Regions from separate parts of the Drosophila melanogaster genome. Here region 1 is linked to region 2. Evidence: chromatin contacts called from public Hi-C data. All regions are on one chromosome and are shown on one strand. The core of a region is the stretch at or near the end of the contact, and the rest is flanking DNA. Distances in the headings are between cores, read along the strand shown.

What was found. A called contact is a pair of places that touch in the nucleus more often than the background predicts.
Region 1: a Hi-C map of the Kc167 cell line shows a contact between it and region 2, with 2.8 times the contacts expected there. A contact is called at or near these places in 20 of 107 Hi-C or Micro-C datasets (the D17-c3 cell line, the Kc167 cell line, the ML-DmBG3-c2 cell line and 6 more).

Annotation. Positions count from the first base shown.
Region 1 is chr3R:5,391,173-5,395,799 of dm6, reverse strand. It overlaps CG1172, which reads right to left and starts at 1,878. Exons shown (of 5, transcript NM_001275351.2): 1 at 1,698-1,878; 2 at 1,407-1,569; 3 at 1,073-1,322; 4 at 37-277. The coding sequence starts at 1,491. kkv (krotzkopf verkehrt) reads left to right here and starts at 2,934. Exons shown (of 11, transcript NM_206430.3): 1 at 2,934-3,013.
Region 2 is chr3R:5,355,286-5,360,431 of dm6, reverse strand. Prosbeta7 (Proteasome beta7 subunit) reads left to right here and starts at 2,068. Exons shown (of 3, transcript NM_141272.1): 1 at 2,068-2,508; 2 at 2,576-3,077; 3 at 3,149-3,420. The coding sequence starts at 2,357. The coding sequence ends at 3,301. Cerk (Ceramide kinase) reads left to right here. Exons shown (of 4, transcript NM_169050.2): 2 at 1-453; 3 at 882-1,084; 4 at 1,145-1,559. The coding sequence ends at 1,274. CG1161 reads right to left here. Exons shown (of 5, transcript NM_141271.3): 2 at 4,882-5,105; 3 at 4,490-4,598; 4 at 4,304-4,429; 5 at 3,684-4,007. The coding sequence ends at 3,852.

The DNA of each region.
Region 1 (4,627 bases), core at 629-3,128, 36 kb before region 2:
CTTTATTAGTGGTAATCGATAAATGGCTGGACTCACCTGAAGCTTTTTCTTGCACTGCCCCACGGTGTCCTTGGAGTAAACGGGTAGTTTAACATCAGTCATGGTCGATGATATGCGCAGCTTCAAGAAGATATCGGTGCCGCCATCCACGGGCTCAGAGTATTCGGCAGGCGAGTCGCGCCCGTTCTCCTCCTTTACGATATTTATGGGATATGACAGACAGTAGATGGGCACTTTGTACTGGGTGCCCAGCTCATCGTAGCATTCTGTAAGGTAGCTGTGGAAAAGCACAACAGTGATCAGTAACCAGGTGGGCCTACTATCATTATCTTATCGTAAATCCCCACCCAGCCCGAAAACTATTCGCTCAATGGAACCTAATGCTAATGATTTAATGCCAAGTGGGCCAAGTCTGATAAGGGATTAGATAATGGCGGAATTACGTAGGGAACCCTCTTCAAGGACACTGATGCACGCATGCAATGCCGAAAGTGTTGGAAAAGGTCAGCGCTGCATTTAAATAAATGTGGTCTCCAGTCCGAGGCGAGTGCCAGTGTCAGTCAAAAATCGATGTATAATAAAAACGTTAGCGCGGGGAAGTTCAGTCGCAGGGTCGACGGGTCAAATACTCTATGCAGGAAGTACTTAATAATTAATCCGATTTAAATAACGGAAGCATGATAAATAAATAGTCCGCAGGGAATCCTTTTTAATATAATCATTTAACATTCATTTTGAATCAATATAATTATCATTTGAATAGTGCGTACTTCGTAATTTTGTTCCGTTTCTGATTCCCACGACGCATCACTTATTTATGATACCCCTGTGGTGTCCGGCAAAGGACACTTGCAAATCGCTGTCATGCATTAATGGAGTTATGGCCATGCGAAATCACTGTATACATTATTGATTTTCTGCCCAATGGGGCAACTCGCATTAGAAACTATCGAACTCGTTGTACAAATTCTTGGTACGCGTATGTCAATTACCACAGTCTATAGACTAATTACTACTTGATTTTAAGTAACATATATTTGTCCATGGGTCACATTTGTTAGGAGCAACTCACCCATTGGGAACCGACACGTTAGCCCCATCCAGGATGGCCTGGGCCATCTGAAAGTCAAGACCCTCGGCCGCGGTGGTTGCCGCCCGTAGCGCATCCCAGATCTCCTTGCGACCGTCGAAGGCCGGCGCAGTATCCCAGAACTCGTCCCGCTTGGACCGCAGCTGACCCTCGGTCAGTGGCACGTCGGACCGCCACCTGATAGTCTCGTGGCAAAGCGGTCGGTTCTTGCGCGCCGCACCCATGGCAATGCCTGCATGGGATGAGGGGGGATGAGTATAAGATATTGCCTATTGCTATACAGAAAGTGTCAATGCATATATCGAAGGCCACTCACCTGCACTGGCCGGACGCGAGATGCTCGCAGAGGAGACGCTCATCGTCTCGTTGTCGGGGTTCATGCGACATACACAGGCGCCCATTGTCACGCTCAGCTGCACTGCACTGCTCCGCACTCCAATCCACTCCGCTCCGTTCAGGTCAGCTCCGGTAAGAAGGATCTACGGGCAAACCGACATATATACATGACACATAGTGTACATGCACTCATCGAAGGGTCACGTTCGTACGCCAGTTCCGGAAGGTCGGAATTTGGGTTTCTCGGTGCCTGACATTATCCGATACTCACCTCCGCCCGCACAGCCGCCTTGTTTGCCTGCTTGTCTATACTAGGTGCGCCTTATTTTGGGACTCAGTTATCGGTCGGTCGGCTGTTTATTTCTATTATTGTTACTTAAATTGCCCTCTCCTTTTTATTTTATGAACACGACCAGTGTGACCGCAGCCACAGCAACAAAATACCTCGAACAACCGGCAAATGACACTAAAATACAACATAGATGTCTGCAATATACCGGATATAATAGGTTTTTGGTATTTGCCCTCATTTGGATAAAATATGCATATCGATATTGTTATCGATATATTTCTGCCTCAATGACGTTCAAAATTTTTCATTTGAATATTACGATCTTAAATAATTACTTGGCGGTCTATATTTAAAGACACCATTGTAATGCTATAGTATATTATCTAGTTTATTTTAAATTATATTTTCTCGATAAGTGTCGATATATAGTAATCAAATGATTTTATGGTGTTTAAAAAATAAATAGTTTAAATACCTCTTCAGTACAACAAGGTTGAAAATCAAATACAAGACATCAGAAGAATATGTTTTTCAAGCCAAAAGCAAGTCGTTTCAGCGAATTATTACCGTTTTAAGGTCCTCCGATGTTGCGCATGCTCTAAACGGCTTTCCAGCCAACAACAACGGTAAATGCAACTGAATGTAATCGTCCAGTGCTTCCAGTTGCAGAGCGCTCTGAGATTCTTCGCTCTTTGATCGGAATATATATAGGAGTAGCTTTAATAAAATACGCCTGCAGAAAGCGGCTAAGAGGTAAAACAAGACGACCTCGAGCAAAGTTGTCGCAAAAATAAACGAAATAAAGGCATGCAAACTAAAATCCAACAGACATGCAGTGTGGGAAGGAGTGTATAAACTGCAGAAAAAGTTGTTGATAACTCGAGGAAATAACATTATTGAATCGAAATATTTAAAATTGTATGTATCATAGAAATGTTAAATCAAATTTATAAATATCCATTTTCCGTTTGAGATTTTGCAATAAAGCATTTAATTTCTAGGAAAACTTTCTCTTCTGTTTAAGAGAAAGGATATTCACTAGCAAATGCGCAATTATTTCGAGAACCCGCTACCGAAACGGGAAAAAACAGGCGGCTTTGGTGACAAAAACAGAATAACAAGCTAAAGCGCTCATAAAAATTCACTTCCAGCGGCAGCGCAGCGACTGCGAAGTCGGCAGCGGTCGCTTCCAGTGGCAAAAACGAAAGACTTCAATTCAGTTTAGCGAAGACAACGAACCCGAAAAGAGCTGCGCGGACGGCAGCGAAAAAGAGAGAGAAACGTCTTAAAAAACGGTACGTGCGCGCATGCGTGTGTGTCTGTGTGTGGGCAAATGCGAGCGTGTTTGTGTGTTTGGGCCAAAAGTTTAGTGCAGCAACAGAAACAACTACCAACACACGGGCAAAGAGAAAAAGTTAATGAAAAGAAATCAAATATGAAATGAAGTTGTCAAAGCAGTGGGCCACGCAGGCGAATCCGCTAGCAGAAAAGGAAGAGAAAGGAAGTTGGCCAAGTCCCTAATCCGCGTGTGAAAAGTGCCTCTGTGTGGAACTCTACTGTTCTTATAGCCAAAAAAATCGTAGATACCTTCACCTGGCCAAGTGGCTCACTCTCGCCTTCTGCGGAAGACAATCGCCCATTGGGTTGACTTTTCCATTGTGCCATTTCATCGCCGTCATCCGATCGCAAGAAAGCAACGGTATAATTCTCATACCACAAAAGCACACTCGTTCAAAGCCATACATACATACATATGTATGTATATGCATGTGAAAGTTACGGATCTCTTTCTATTCCGCTGCCAGCCTCTCGCTTTTCATTTTTTTCTTCTTCTGCGGCTGCTTCTGCTACTAACGGGTTTTATTAGCAACACTTTTGCTTTTTACAGGCTGCATCAAATCTGGCTACTTAGCATTTTGGCGGAGCTGGAAACAATTTGCGTTGTTTGCGGATTCGAAAACCCGTTCGCCGAAATAAAGCAACACACCCAAAATTCAGCAACTTGTTCTATAAATTATGATTAAATTAGTCAGCAGAGGAGAGTCAGTGCCAAGATTTCTGGGCTGCGCAATGGTTTTTGGAGGCTTTCACAGGGAATTACCTGCGGGAAAGGTCACCTAGCGAGGGTTTTCACCTGGCTCAGCCGAGTACGTCTACTCATCCGCTTGGCATTTCCAGCGAGATGCACTCAGGCTTTGAGATTCTGTCTTCAAGGCTCCAGTCTCGAGGTCTCTTCTCTCGATTTTTCTCCCGCAGCTTGGTCATTTGAATTTCGCTCACATTCTTCCACTGGCGCGTTGCCAAACAAAAGGCTTAGCAAATAGTCAATGTTGATTTGATGTAGCAGGTAACTGTTGTTTGGAGTATTCAATTGCAGAGGTACGCCAGACCAACAACTTCAAAGTCAATGCCAAAGCGGTTTGATCGAACTGTTTTTAAAAAACTAGTCTTAAATCTTTGAAAGAACGTTTTTGCATTGAGCGGGCTATAACTTTTCTTTAACATGCCTTAAATGCCTTTAAATTCCAAGTTTCAAAGTGCTTATGACCAAAATAAGTGTGTCATTAAACATGACAACTCATCGATGAATGAATAAGTCTTCCAAAACCCAAAATAAACCCATCAATGGTCGCTCAAATTAAAGCCCGAACAAAAGACAAATCATTCGCAGGTCTGAAGGGAAACCAAAAAAAAAAAAAGAAAAACCCAAAAATGAAGTGCCAGTTCCGATTCAACTCACTCATTACGTAAAATCCAAATATTAAGCTCTTTTGTGACTCATTTCCCACAATCAAAATACCACGATTCAATCTTGAGCATCATTATTGAAAAAATAGTCAAGTTTTCTGCAACTGAACGCCTTTTGTTTGGTTACGGTAAAGTTGGGTAGAAAATAATTTACCGAAATC
Region 2 (5,146 bases), core at 819-3,318:
TCGCTGGGAGAGTCAGTGCCATCCGTCTGCTATGCCAATTGCCAGCGCTGCAGCTTCGCCAGCAGCATACAGGAACAGCGATCCTCATTGTTCATCCAAGAGGAATCTAAAGAGGCAGAGCGCAATCAGCAGGTAGAAACAGAGGACTCTCATCTAGCCGCCAGTGAAGCAGCACTCCTGAGGCCTCGTCCGCGTCCAGGCAATCTTCGATTGCCCACTGGCTCCATTTCATCAATGAGGAACCTCGGCAACGATCAGTGGAAGGTTGTGCGGGGCAATTTCTTTATGATCTGCGGCGCGAACATAACCTGCGCCTGCGCCAGGAGTCCCAATGGCATCTCCCGTTACAGTCATCTGGGTGATGGTTGCCTGGACCTGATTCTCGTGAAAAAGACCTCACTGCTCAACAACGTGCGTTTTCTGCTCAACACGGCGGGCAGAAGTGGTGATATTGTGAGTACTAACTATTACAACTATTCAACTTTCACATCCAAAAGAACACCTTTCCTATAAGAGGCGTCCATTTCCTTTGAAATAACATTTCCATAACATTTTAACTGCATCTTTAATTGCCAAATCCCCTAAGCCTACAAGCTGAGCTTAGTGCTTTCTATCCTAAAAGCCAAAAACCCAAAACCGAACCCCATCTAGCTCGGATTGAAGCGAGGGAAATCTGTGACAGAAAGGTTATTTTACGAAGATCTACTAGCCGCTCTGGTGGCATCCATATAAAGTATATACTTGACCAGTTTCAACAATATAATGTTTTATCTAGTGAATGCGATGGTATCTTTTACTGTAAAAATATAAATGAAAAATAAAAGGATACAATTAAATTTTGTAGAAAACAATAAATATTTAAAAACATTTTCCCATTGCAGCGCAATTTGCCTTTTGTAGAGGTATATCGCACAAGGGAATTCCGGTTCAGAACTTTTTCTGCCAGCGAGGAGGACTACAGCTTGGCAGGGTCTTGTCAGCCGATTACACCGCCTGAAGAAATGACCGCCCACTCCTCCTCGACGGAGTTTTCCAGCTGGAACTGTGATGGAGAGGTGGTGACCGACCTGGACATAACCATGCGGTGAGTTGGTTGTACCTTTAACTTCAATAAATCGCTTATTAACCGTTCCGTATCTGGCAGATCGCATTGTCAGCTCATCGAGGTCTTCATGCGGGGTCCCCATTCCTACAGCAAGCCCCTCAAGGGCGGCACCACGCCCACAACCCCAGCTAGCTCTAGCGACAATGTTTACTGCTGCTGCAAGGACTAGAAGCTTTAACCCCATAGAATTAGCATCAATCGTTGGCCGTGACATGTAGCTCTTAGTTTTGCGTAGGGTATCCTTATTCGTATATGTATCGTGTTAAAGAGCGGGTCTCCCCGTCATTGTTTTTAGCATAGCTCAATAAAGCAACTGATATTATCGACTGTATTATGGCATCTGAAAGATGCGGCAGCAACCTAAACATTCCCCTCGGAAGCATTATGCACATACCTATATATTTACAAATTGTGTACTGGTATACTGGCAATAAAAATGTATTTATATGTCTTCAAATTTATAATTCTTTATTATTAATTTATATGATCAAATGTTATGATAAAAAACTTCGTTGGGTTCCCAAAAACAACAATCCGGAACATGTGCGTTTTTCCCACCAATATGAATAAAAGCAGAAGTTTTAGCAAAAGAACCTTATTCCGCTTAAAAAGCTATGGAGAATCGTGTTCGAAGGGAGAGAAGGGAGATATTGGATTTGTAGATTGACCAGGATAATTTCCAAACGTCATTTACATTTATTGCTCTCGATTCTTATACTTTAATGACCATTGAACGGCTTAAAATGAAGTAAAGCAAATGGTCATTATATATTAACTAAACATATATTTAGTTTCAAGGAGTAGTAAATACCGTAGAAGCAACGGGTATACATGAGTCTTAATCCTAATTGAGTGAAAAGTTCTTTAATTTCTTATCTTTCTTCTCCTTGATTTGTATTATCAACGAGGATTATAAAGACAAAAGTAAAAAAACAAATTCAGTATAGGCAGCGTGGTGTTAACTGTTTTACATTACTTTTAACATCAACATCTAATAAAATGTTAAAAAGTTCACAATTAAACTTCAAATTAATTTAATTTAACACATGTAAAACGGTGTGACCAAGCTAATAGTGGATTCATCTTTGGTATGTCTGGTATTTTTAGCTACCGGTTGCCGATACTGGTATTGCCGCCCGCCTAAAGTCTGTTCACACTGCGCTGACTCTTGATTTTATTTGTGCCCGTCATTCTCCGGCAGCGACAAACATTTCAAAGTCTCGCGTTATTCCAGTCTCCGAATAAATTAGCATGTTGAACAACTACAACAGCCTAGCGCAGCCCATGTGGCAGAACGGACCCGCTCCCGGCGAGTTCTACAACTTCACGGGCGGACAGACGCCGGTCCAGCAGCTACCGCGGGAGCTGACCACAATGGGACCCTATGGAACCAAGCACAGCACGTAGGAACTGCGGATATGTTTATATGCAGATGTACCACTTGTTTACACTCCTTTTACTATTCCGCAGTGCTTCCAGCACCACGGGCACTTCCGTGCTTGGCATTCGCTATGATTCAGGAGTGATGCTGGCCGCCGACACCCTGGTGTCTTACGGATCCATGGCCCGCTACCAAAACATTGAGCGCGTCTTTAAGGTCAACAAGAACATCCTGCTCGGCGGGAGCGGCGACTTCGCTGACATCCAGTCCATCAAGCGCAACATCGACCAGAAGATGATCGAGGACCAGTGCTGCGACGACAACATCGAGATGAAGCCCAAGTCCTTGGCCAGTTGGATGACCCGTGTGCTCTACAACCGTCGTTCGCGGATGAACCCCCTCTACATTGACGTGGTTGTCGGCGGCGTGGACAACGAGGGGACTCCGTACCTGGCCAACGTGGATCTCCGTGGACGATCCTACGAGGACTACGTGGTGGCCACTGGTTTTGCCCGCCATTTGGCCGTTCCGCTGGTCCGTGAGAAGAAGCCCAAGGACAGGGACTTTACCGCCGTAGAAGCTTCCGAACTGGTAAGGAATTTCGAACTCTGATGGGGGGACTCTTCATTATTTAACTACCCTACCATTTTCTTATATTCTAGATCCGCACATGCATGGAGGTGCTTTACTACCGCGATACTCGTAATATTTCCCAATACACTGTGGGCGTGTGCAGCGTCAACGGATGCGGCGTGGAGGGGCCCTTCCAAGTTAACGAAAACTGGACATTCGCCGAAACCATAAAGGGATACTAGAGCCTCCGATTCTGAATGAACTTAGTTTAGGTCTAGCTCGGCGGTTTTGCATTAAAAAAAAACACTTGTCTAAGGATATGTGGTTACATGATTTATTAAAAATAAATGTGGCTGAAAATAATACGTTTAAAGTTATGGTTATTGTGTGATAGAAACTATCTTCGAGTTATTCTTTCGTTAATCTCTACTGATGGAATCAAAAAGTAGGCGTCAAACTAAGAAGCCCAAGGGAGTTTCCAAATCTAACTTGGACTCACCATTACGGTCTTACGTTCCTTATTTTCCCAAATTATAACCATCAATTATCATTAAAAGTTTTATTTTAGTGGATTTGTTGGTTATTCCTCCCGGCATTCAACTTATTAATTAATATGCAAACACTCCTGACAAACATATTTTGGTTTATTTTAATTAACATAAAATCTGGCTAAATATACAGATAATCAATTTGATCCAAAGGGGAATTTCGCAAAGGATAACTGCTTGGAATACGTGTCTTAAGTCGCCCATGCGCCTCCTAATCTCCGCCAGCTGCAAACCGAACCCCTTGTTAGTTTAGCATGGTATGCCTGTCGTAGATGTGGCGTCTCTGCTCGCGCACCTGCCGCTTCCACTTGTCCTGCTGGTGGCCCACACGATTGAGGACATTGGCTCTGGCACTGAGCTCCTGGTTGTTGACGGCTGGCAGGGGCGGCGTTGGTTCATCCTGGTTAGAAAAGGGTGGAAAAATGTGGAATTAGTCGAGGTGATCCAAGATCTGGCCGTGTTAGTTACTGTCTTAATGAAGTGACGGTGTGGGTTAGAAAGTCAACAAAATCTATAACGCAAAATGAAACAAAGGTGGTTGTGGAAATTAAAATCTATTCAAAAGAGTGGTGCTTCTTTATTGCCAACTAGTTGAGCCGCTTCGGCATCAACATCGTCATCTTCATCATCTTCGCCTTGGGCTGTAACTAGGAGGCTATACTGAATGCCCTTGTATCTAGAAAGCTTGTTATGTACATCTTCGTTGGTGTGCTCCTGGTAGTTCGCCTTCACTCGCTTGTTCAGCAACGGGTCCAGGCACATCAGGAAGAGCATGTATATTACTAAAATGGAGATGATCCAAATCACAATAATGACCACGACCTGGATGGGGGAGAGAGCTGGTTAAGTACGGACGGCTTTTGAGCACTCGAATTGACTCACCTTTATCAGCGTCGTATTTCTCGCCACATGGGAGCACTTGCACTCGGCGCATATGGGCAGCTCCTTGCCATTGGCATCCAAACGGGGCAGCAGGGCACCGGCACAGACGCTGAAATGGTAACGTGTAGCAGGTTGTTAAGAACTCCAACCTAACAGAATCACAAATTAAGCTCATTGATACCAAGATGCCTTATACATTTAGTAGCTGAAAAGTGAATACATTTGTGCAATACATGAACTATGATTCTTTGAAGCCTACGCAAACAACGTAAATTGAATTTAAAGTAGTAGAATCCAGTGGGACGAAAGGGATTGCAGCTTTAAAACTGCTCAAATGGACTAGACTTTAAGTTTCCAGATGCGGCAATTTCTGCCAGTGCAGTGCCACTTACCACTCAGTTGTGCTGCTGGAATTGGAAGAATTTTTGCCTGGAGCAGCGAGCACAGGCTGGCCGATGACCTTGGCCGGAGGGGCGGCAGTGGGAGCTGAAACTTGCTTGGCTAGTGGAGCTGCAGCCGCTGGAGCTGCAGGTGCAGGCACAGGAGCAGGTTGAGCATTGCTGTTGTTGTTGCTGTTGGTGCCGATCGCTGGGAATGTCTGCGCCGCAGTCTCAGCCTTTGTTGATTGTTTGAGGGGGAAATGAAAGCGGATTAGTG